Regions from separate parts of the Anser cygnoides genome. Here region 1 is linked to region 2. Evidence: chromatin contacts called from public Hi-C data. All regions are on one chromosome and are shown on one strand. The core of a region is the stretch at or near the end of the contact, and the rest is flanking DNA. Distances in the headings are between cores, read along the strand shown.

Region 1 (5,085 bases), core at 2,068-4,567, 140 kb after region 2:
AAGCATTCCCCATTGTATTCACATGCTTCTTGGTAAACCATCTGTAAACTAAGGATGGAGAAATTCCCAAACAGAGGCAGCAGTGGGAACTCTCCGGAGACTGACAAATAGTCTGAACATGTTATCGACTTCCTAGGCACCTCCTCCACCTTTCCTGAACCACTTGTGGCGTGTTTCTGAGGTACAGTCAGAAGCGAGCGGCGGGAGGGGGGTTAGTAATGCGTTCTGTAGCACAGCAAATAGCATTAACCGAGCGCGCACTTTGGTATGCTTTGGAAACCCACGTGATTTTTCACACGATCATAAGGTTGGAAACACAAGTACATATATCTATAGGTTCTCCACAGGGCATCTCTCACCCCACATCAGTGGCTAACGTGGAGTAAACATCCTGGCAGCCACCAGGATGCATCTCATGTCTGGGTGCACCGTACGTTGTGACGACACGAGGCACCGTGAGGGAGAGAACAATGACGAGCAAATAAAATGTATTTGGAAAGATATGTCCCAAAGGAGGTCCTTCACCAGCCAAACAGCAGCTGTTTTTGTGGCTGTCCCAAAGGATTCTCCTGATGTTTCTCCTTTGTCTCCTCCCTTTCCATGAGCTACTATTTCAGCCTGACCCACATGATCAGGCTCTAGAGATGTAAATGTTGCAGTGGGAAATCTCCGTTCTCTCCTTCCCTCAGTGCTTTTTATGTATCTGGTACAGCATCTTGCATTTTAAAATGAATTGATACTAAACAAAGATTTTGTGCCAAAAAATAACCCCGCAGTATTTAACTATAACTTCTAGAGCCAAGCTTTATGCTTAAAAACATCTGTATCTGTGGGAGCTGTTGTACAAAGCCTGAACAGAACCCCCTGGCCTGTCTGTACTCCCCTGGCCTGGCCGCACCTTGCCCCATCTATCTGCTTCAGTCCCTCTCCATCATCTCAGTGGGGAGCTGGAGCATCCAGCTGGCCTGTGCCAGTTAGGCTGTGGGATTTCCATTCAATTCACACCTCAAACTTCTTGTTGCGTTTTTCCCCTCTCTTCCTCAGACTACAGCTTCTAGTTTATGGTACAATAAGCACTTTTTTAACTCCAAGTGGATTTTCCTTCTGTTGCCTCAGTTCTCCTACTTCAGTCTTTTTCTGCACTCCCGTCTCCTTGCTGTTCGCTTCATAGTGAATTAATTCTTAATTCTCTCCTTCCTCAAGTAGCTGCCAGGTAGGAGGAGAAACTGAGGTGTCCATTTTAACTCTGAGGGACTGAGCTGGAAGGATAACTGTCAGCAGGGGCTGTACATCTAGAGAGTGACAAGGGAGATGACTCCTCTTCAGGATTGCTCCAGAAAAGAGAAAAATGTGGTGGACATTGTTGATACCTTGTGTCCCTGAAAGCAACAGAATAGGTGATAATAGCTTTCCCAAGGAAGGGAGAGGGGAGGGTGGATCTCAGAGCTGAGCAACACCTCATTTCCCAGAGAGGTTGTTGGTCTTTCACCTATTGCCATTTAGGTTTCCTTGCCTTCAAGGCTGTATTTTGGCATACAGAAAGAGTGGAGGAGTGGCTGAGGGATTTGAATTCCCTCAGGTGGTTATTTCAAACTGTACTCAACCTAACTTCAGGTGCAGAATTTGGGTGCTCTAAATCACATGTGCTTTGTTTCCATTTGACATAGGTTGTCACAGGTGTGATTGCCTCCTAATATAGATGCTCTAAATCAAATCTTCGATGCCAAAAGTTACCTAAACTGGTTAATGGGATTGCCATCACCTCTCTGCTTTTAGCATTATGCTTTGTTATCACATTAAAAAGCAACAACGTTAAAAGCATTTCACTTTGCATTTACAGTATGGTACTAAGAACTAGAGTCATGCCAAATGCTGCTACTTCTTGCTGCTTGCTACTTTTTCTGCTGCCCAAACAAAGAATTCAATTGCGAGGACATTTCTGCTGTAACACATATACATCTAACGGGCGTCCTGTGCATCTTGTCACTAGAACATTTCTCAGATGTCTGATGTGAATCATCATCCTTGATTAATATAAATAATAAGATGAAATCCCAAACCAAAAAAGGAGATGAGACACTGAACTGCCCACATAAAGCATTTGATAACAACTGTCAGGCTGTATGACAGAGAAGGTCAGTGCAGAAGATCTTGTGGTTAATAGCTCAGCAACGGGGTTTGAATTACTCATCAGTATTTTTTTTTCTATGACCAAGCTTAGATCAAATGAAGGAGCTGCAATGTGCATTGAAGATCTTTCACGGTTATTATCTTTACTGTGAGTTTAGAAAGATCTGTGTTATGTGGGTTTCTCTCTTTAACAATGTGAACACAGTATCTCTCTCTGCAATGAAAATGTGAATGCATACTGTACTTCTAAGATAATCTTGAATTCTTCCATTTCTGCATTTTTGTCATTTCCATGCTAATATAATCCTTTTTGGTCTTAAATAGATGCCACTGTATGAAGCTGTTCTCTGACTTTTTGGGTGTTTTCCATGTAATAGGTACAGAGGTCATAGGCAGCACCATGTCCAGTTTTAAAAATAAATATTCAGTGAAATGCAGAACAGGAATCTGCTTTTTCTGTTTGATCACAGCAAATTGGGGATGAAATATGGAAAAAAAATCAGCTTTTGATTTCACTCATCTTCTTAAACATTATATCAATGAAGTCAGAGCCAAATTGCTTTGATAGAAAATACTGGCATTCATGTAGAATCATTTTGGGAAAATAATTTACTATTTAAGATTCTCTATTTTTGTTTTTATCAGTAAGGAAGCTGAAAAGATAAGACTGCTTAAAGAATGGTATTTGTTAAGTGATTGTGAACAAAGTATCATTGGACCTCGTGTATTTTCAGAAAAGTTTTAACTGGACGTATGATGTAACTTGTTTAGAGTTGCATGTGAATCGTGTTAGTCACTGTTTTACATTGTATTGTTCTGCAGTGCACAAATATGACTACTGAACACAGAAGTGTTACATTTCATCAAACTGAAAATCTTGTTGCAGTATATAGTTTCCCACTTTTTGTGCCAAAAACATCAGTACATTCCATAATCTATTCTAATAGAGGTTTGCACTTTGATTTTTTTCTTTCTTTTTGTGATCCTTGCAGTTTCATTACTATATATCCCCATCACAATGGAATAAAGTGTCAATTGTACTGTGAACTATGTAGTTTTTGCCTCTTATTTTGAAACAGCAAGCACATGCATTTAATTTCATACTGTTCCATGCCATCTTTTTATTTGGAAGCTTGCTACATACCTAGAAATAAAGCCAGTAATAGACACAAGTACTAAACCTTTAAGCCTGTTAGAAGAAATCGTGACTCTTTAAAAACAAATCATGATTTCAGACTTACCTTTAAGAATAACGTAGATAGAGGAGGTACTGGCTAAGTGTGCTAGATGCAATGATTGCGATTGATGTTATTCTCCAAGATAACTAAATAGATGTTATTGTAGTACAGTATTTTTCTGTAGTGTGTGTATTTACTGCAAGTTACAACAAATGAAACGACTAAGGTATAGTGGCATGATCATTGTTTTAATTCTTTATGTAGCTCTTATATCTTTTCCTCCTGCAAGATGTCAAGAGAGTTGACAGCGTTTCAGGCGTTGCTTTGTGGTAATATGACAGATGGCTGCGTGTTTTATATCTAAATACCACTGGCTGCATGCTGTAGATGATGCAGGTGGGGTTAATCTCTGCTTGTACTCTTGTGCTCTAATATGACTAGACTGATACCAGGAGTAATGATATTAGGAGACGCGCAGCTACACCCACCTCCACGGGGCCTAGGGTAAGTGCTCGTAGGCCTTCAGTGCCACCGTGTGGCAGTCAAAGTTTTAATTGTTCAGGGCTTCAGTATTGTTGCTTCAACTCTTTATTTAGGAAACCCAACATAAAATAACAGTACTGGAGCGAAAGAATTACATCAATTCCACACCGTACAGTTTGGCTAGTAATAGGACTTTAAACAGACTATAATCTAATAGAGCCTCCTGCTGGAGAAGCAAGGATGAGGAAATATTTTGTTTACGGCTGATGTAAGTATAGCCTTTGTACTAATTTACAGGAGTTAAAAGTAAGATTTTTATAATACGGTATTTAAATTGGTGCTACCTCTACTGTGGTAGCTTGGCGCAATTACTTAATATAGTAAACTGCATCATTTATACGCATCTTTGTGTACGCATGTCTACAGGAGAGAGTTGGTACTAATTTACTTGATTTTTTTTCTAAATGGCAAACTTCTTTGACTCAGAAATTTATTCTATATCAACACGACATATATACATAATCATATAAACCAATGTGGTGTCCAAAATCTTCTCACCTCCCTCTAAAAAAAAGTTGTAACTCACTCCTCATTGAGGCTCGCTTCTCAATATTGAACTGATGCTAACCTCCTGAAATAAATTTCATACTGAGAGTAGTCTTCTTCCAGCTGCCTGGACCATTAATTCTTTTTTTCTTTTTTTTTGGCAGTAAATCTGCTAAAATCTATTCTATTCTGGTATTCTCTAACCACATGCCCTCCTCCCTGATTGCTTAAGTTAATTCCTTTTAGTTTGCCTCATGCTGGCCTACATGGCTGAGGAATCCAGAAGCCCAGCTCTCCAGACGTCACGTGGCTTTGAACTGCACCTCTCGCTGAGCAAGGTTATTAATAAATACCCTAGGTCCAGAATGCACGATAGCTATTTTTATCAAAGCGTTGTAGAGAGCCAGCGAAGCCTACAGCAGCGTTCGTTCGCCTTGGAGAGAAGGAGCCAGAGGGCGTTTGGTTTAACGGGCGAGGACGGACTCAGGGGCCGGGGGGCACCGGCCTCCGCCTCGGCCGTGCCACAGCCGCCTCGCTGGGAGCTCCGCGCAGCCTGAAACCTTCCGGAGCCGTTCTGGGGACTGTGACGTTAACGCCCGGCTCGGCAGGGATCAGCTCTGGGCCAGGTAAGAAGGGTGAGTATCCCCTGGGCGTGCGTCAGTGTTCTGAGCGGAACCAGCGTGCTTTTTGGGGAGCCGGATCGGCCGGCAGCGCGAGGCAGACACCGGCACCGTTACGCCTCGGGTAG
Region 2 (5,375 bases), core at 947-3,446:
ATGAAACTGAAGATTCATTTTGAACAGTGTTGGTTAAAGAACTTCGGGAAGAAAAGACTTCCTCCTAAGGAGAAATGGCATTTCAAATAAATAAAAGAAAGAAAGAGAAGACTACAAGAATTTTCCTAAAGTATTTAAATCTCTTTTTAATACTGGTTGGTGCTTTCTTGCATAATTTCCTGAAATTGAATATCTGAGCATGGAATTTTTCAGGACTTCTAGTGTTCTTGGCAATCTGTTTAACAGCACTGCAAAAAACCACCCCAAGGAAAGCTGGAGACATACAATACTAAGGAGCAATACTGGCTAATGCTCCTAAATGTGCAATAGCTTATATATGAGAAGTGAATTATGCCACAGTACAATACATCCTCTTTTCTTAAACATTAAGTTTTATTATAGTCCTTTGTGGACACATTCATCTTAACAGATGGCACACTACCTCTTATGTGTTTCCTGTCCGTGTTGCCTTGGTGCTCTTCATAACACAAGGTGCTGGTGGCCGTAACAGAGATTATTTGAGTCCCTTTCTATCTTTCAGACTGTATGTGCTGGTTACATCAGGATATGTTTCTGTTGTCAAGGTACTTATTTTAAATCGTTGGTCACATACTTCACTACAATTAAAACATTATTTATGTGGATTTCTTGTTTAAAATATTTTTATGTACTGTTGCAGAAATGGTATATAAGACAGCACGTTGTATATGATGCATATAGTCAGAACAGTTAGCTTTACAGCCATTGTAAAAGTTGTTGTTAGAAGAGCTACCTACAGTAGTTTTGAGTTTTAGATTCGGAATGCCAAAGGCATCTTAAGATGATGATATATTGTGTATATATTTTGTAACTTGTTAAACAAATTACTACAGCATGTCTTCTGAAAGACTGCTGTTAAATTATAATCAACATTTCATCAATTTAGAAATTTCATTTTTTTGCAATATTATTAGATCATTTGTTTCCTTAAATTAAGCCTAAAATGTTCAACCATCTTTATTAAAAACAAACAAAAAACAATTTTACTATTAGGAAAAGCACTCTTTTATAACTCTTTTATAACGATGTATCTATTTCAATCCAAAGTCTACTGAGGAAGATGGCAGATAAGTGGGAAATGATACCAAACCATACTGCAAAGCAGGGAAGTGTTCAAACAACTGGTTTAATTGTCTTGATCCACAGGAAAGCATACTTAAGCTATAATAAAATAAGCTTCCAAACTGTCCGTTTGTCTTTTACTATCTTGTTTTGATACTGTATAGTTCATTCTCAGCAATGATGGAAATCCTCTAGAAGGGTACTTTTTAGGTGCTAGTGCTTTGTTTTCCAAGGGGAAATGCCGTGGAATATTGCACAAGTATTTACTTTTTACAAGGTAAAGTACATGTACATCCTATGTTTTTGATTAAAGCATTGTTTTTGTTCCCTGTGAGAAAATCTGATCAAAAACTATGTAAGATCACTGAATGACAATAAAGGTTATAGAAAATTCCTTCCTGTTGCTTTTGCATTTTCAAGATTGCTAGTTTTGCCAGCATCACTTGGCGTTTGCTCTTAGTTTGTCTTTGGAGCTGATGTGATATATATATATATGTACAGTAAGAATGTTAGAAAATGTTCTGCTTCATGTGTATTTTTTAATCTTATTGCCTTACTTTTGGAAATTATTTATAGCCTGTATTTGTTTTCTCTTAGTTTCTATCAGAAATCGTCTATTTTAAAAACACATATCTTAAAGCATTATTAGTCTGCTCAGATGTAAATATCTTCATTTCTGTGATTGAGTCAAAAATGCAAATCCCATGCCAACTGCACGAAGACTTTGTGCACCGGGCCACTACCAGCCAGTAATGTACTGTGGTGCTTGAGGTGGGAGGCTGCCAGAAACGGTCGGTTGAAAGCAGCGTACTATTACATTGTGCAGCATGAGTTTCGGGAAGCCGCTTGCCTGCAGCCACCTGAGCTCTTCAAAGCACTCCCAGGAGCTCTGGCCCAACTCTGTCCCACGGTGTTGTGAAGGTACCTTCCCTCAGCTGTTAATTGCTGATGGTTGGAGGCAATCGTCTCCTTTGTTACCCCGAATTTTAGAGCAAGCCCTGAGCTAGACCACAGCTGTGTGTCAGAGCCCTGCTGTCCCTGCTGAGGCGGGGAGGATTTCCACGCGGGAGGGCCGCAGAGGCCGCCGCGAGCCGCCAGGCGGCGCCGCCGGCCGGGGGAAGGCCTCGGCCGGGCTCGCCCCGTCGGGCCCCGCGTGCGGAGGCGGCGCCGCGCAGCCATGGCGGGGCAGGGCGGCCCCGGGAGCCCCGGGCGGGCGGCCGGGGGGCGGAAGATGTCCCTGCAGAGGTAGGGGCGCGGGGACGGGGCGGCCTCGCAGCCCCCGGGCTGCGCCCTCGCTTCCCCTCGCGGCCGCGGCCCGGCCCGGGGGGCGCCTCCCGGGGGCTCCGGGGCCGCCGCGGGGAGGCTGCGGCCCGCGTCCTGCGGCGGCCTCTCCCCACCGCGAGGCCGCTGCTCCGGGCCGGGCCTGCCCGGCGGGGTCCGAGCCCTTCGGCGCCGCCCTGCCCCGGGCATCCTCGCTCCTGCCGCCGCGCCTGGGAGGGAGGAGCGGCGGTGCGGCGCCATGCGGCCGGCCTGGCTGCCCGACAGGGTGCGGGGCGGCTGGGCAGCGGGCAGGGGCTGGGAGGGAGCGAGGGAGGGAGGCAGCCCCAGGAGGCTCCCGGGTTTGGTCTCTGCCAGCGGAGGTGTTCAGGTCATAGTGTGAATCCCAGACACTGATGCACCCAGTTTTAGACAGATGAAAAGTAGTAATGCACATTATGAGTAATATAAATGCAGAAAGGCACTGATAGAGCAGCCTGCGAAGCATAAAGTGATGCAGCCTTGCTGTGCTTCCAGCCCTGCATTAGCTTGGTGTTCCTCAAAGCGTCTCTGCGGTGCATTTTAATATCGGTAGGACCCTGGTACGTGTTTGGAGATATTCACCGTAGCTCATGTTGCTGTGTCCACTAGCTTATCAAATCCAAGCTATCTGTGCTTTCCCTCTCTCCTTTCAAGGTTCAGGTAACGTTATCCAAACGTGACAGCTGATGGCACCGTGCCTGCCTGTTGGGTGGTGCCCTCCCAAGCCACTGCCAGCTGGGCACAAAGCTGCCACTTTCCTAAGAGGTGTTTTCTGCTTCTTTCAGATGTGAAACGTGTAGTGAAGAGGAAGCTAAGTACAGATGTCCGCGATGCATGAAATATTCGTGCAGGTATCTGTTATCTAAATTGAGCTGTTATGTTTCTTGTGCTGAGCGTGGCGTATTAATGGTTCTTTTTTGTGTCGTTTCAGTCTATCGTGTGTAAAGAAGCATAAGCTTGCACTGAGCTGTAATGGAGTCAGGGATAAAACATCATTTATCTCTGTAAATGAATTTACCGATTTGAACCTTCTGAGCGGTAAGAATATTCCATGTGCTTTTTAAAATTCACCATTTGTAGTAGGTTAGCACTACGTTTTTTTTCTATTCTGTTTTTTGCTTTCAGATTATCGTTTCCTGGAAGATGTAGGAAGGACAGCTGATGCTGCGGCTCGAGATCTTTCTGTGCATAGGCCAACAACAAATAAATTTGTAAGTTTTAAATTAGCAACTTGGTCTGTTGGAAATAGGGTTGACTACCTTTACATTCCCACTGAGACAGTCCCAGTGTAGATTTCAGAGCTGATACCTTTACTGTGAAGCTATGGATGACCCTGGATTTTAGAGCCAGAAATCGAGAAAGGTCTCCAGGTTTATGTAATAGCAGTACCGATGGCTACATCCAGTTGCTTAGAAGAATAAATTGCTAACAGTCTGTGCATTCTTAAAATACTTGATGCGTGGCTGTTCTCTTGGGTTGAGAATGAGAGATGTGTATTAAGAGAGCCTGATTGCTCCTTTCTACCTCTACAACTTTTCTGAATTTTTACATACAATATTCCATGTAAACAACATGGGGTTTTTTTTGGCATTTTTTTGCCTAAAAAGTTTTACATGCTTCCCCATTTACCAAACCAAGATAACTAGAGTTCTGCAAAGAATAAATCTAAGCAACTGTGAAGTAAAAGCTAACGTGCTAAATATGAGAGGCGATTTTTCTTGAAACTCCTCCAGTTCCACTAGAGCATCAATGAGATCATGGAATTAGATGTCATTTCCTAAAAGCCCTATGACAGAACAGGGAAGACCAAGATCAAGAAGTATAAAAACCAAAATGCACTCCAAAATACGTTGTCTCATTTGTGTGTCAGAAAAAGGCATAAGGGCACTGTTTTCCAGTCCTGTGAAGATACTTTTTAATATAGCATTCAACTCCTCAGTTGGAGAGAATTCATGTTGTTTTTTTTACTGCCAAGTAAATTTAAAGTCTTCCTCTGTCTTTTAAGCTGCTGTCATACTCTGTATTATAACCATGTCTTGAAAACGTGCATTGAAGATGGTGAGATGCTCCAGAGGCAGCAGTTTTTAGGCATGTTTGCAGGATGATATCCTTCACGCTACCTTCAGATAGGATTTTATTAGAGTGGCTGAGGTGTTGCTTGTGCATCCCATCCACTAGCAGGGTTGTAGCTCAAAACCCAGCTCTGTAGGTGGTTTTACACCCACAGTAGTTGTTTGTGACTTTCACGGTATGTTAAAGAGCTTTAACTGGAAAAGAAAAGAGTTCATTGGCATGTTGTTCTTAACTGTGGAAAACTTCAGCTGAAAATGTTTCAGGTAGTGTCCATTCTTGCTTTATTGACTTTCTCAATCACAGTGTTTTGGTTTTTTTCCAAAAGTCAAAGTTCTACATTAAATATGGCCTTTTCTATAATGTCCTCATAATTCTTTTATGATTTACTGTTCATTTTTTATTTTAATGTTCCAGCTTTGTGTATATTATTCATATTCAAAAAAATGTATTTTTATTTTTTGCTAGATAAATTACTTGCGAAACAGAGCTCGAAGGCATAATATCAACCTGAAGACACTGCCCATTGGATTTACAAAAAGAAAAGAAAATTCAACCATCTTCAATAAGAAGTGAGTCTTCAGTCAGTTAGTCAGCAATGTTTTGCTTTCACTGAACCCATAATGGTGGGAATCTAAATTCATACTGATATGCTTGCTTTTAAAATGTTATGCTTTTTTTTTTTTATTACAAAAGCTATTTAGATTTAATATTTCCTGCTGCAGTTTTTCATTTTTAGTCTCATTGAGCTCAGTTTTATAGTTTACACAATTCGTGTTTTATTTTGAAAAATACCAACGTTAAGTAGGAGAGGAGTAAGAGGAATTAGTACTGTTGTGATTTTCATCTGTTAAATGGGATTCTGAAGGTTTTTGGGGGTTTTGTTGTTGGAAGAAGAAAACATT

Evidence for each region. A called contact is a pair of places that touch in the nucleus more often than the background predicts.
Region 1: a Hi-C map of liver shows a contact between it and region 2, with 3 times the contacts expected there. The contact joins the promoter of BCL10 here to the promoter of ZNHIT6 in region 2. A contact is called at or near these places in 4 of 7 Hi-C or Micro-C datasets (fetal liver, granulosa cells and liver).

What each region holds. Positions count from the first base shown.
Region 1 is chr8:18,620,307-18,625,391 of Taihu_goose_T2T_genome, forward strand. BCL10 (BCL10 immune signaling adaptor) reads left to right here and starts at 3,318. Exons shown (of 3, transcript XM_013178014.3): 1 at 3,318-4,963. DDAH1 (dimethylarginine dimethylaminohydrolase 1) reads left to right here. Exons shown (of 6, transcript XM_048059284.2): 6 at 1-3,177.
Region 2 is chr8:18,485,895-18,491,269 of Taihu_goose_T2T_genome, forward strand. It overlaps ZNHIT6 (zinc finger HIT-type containing 6), which reads left to right and starts at 2,197. Exons shown (of 10, transcript XM_067001236.1): 1 at 2,197-2,346; 2 at 3,186-3,251; 3 at 3,332-3,438; 4 at 3,526-3,611; 5 at 4,939-5,042. The coding sequence starts at 2,279. It overlaps COL24A1 (collagen type XXIV alpha 1 chain), which reads left to right. Exons shown (of 60, transcript XM_048059107.2): 60 at 1-1,495.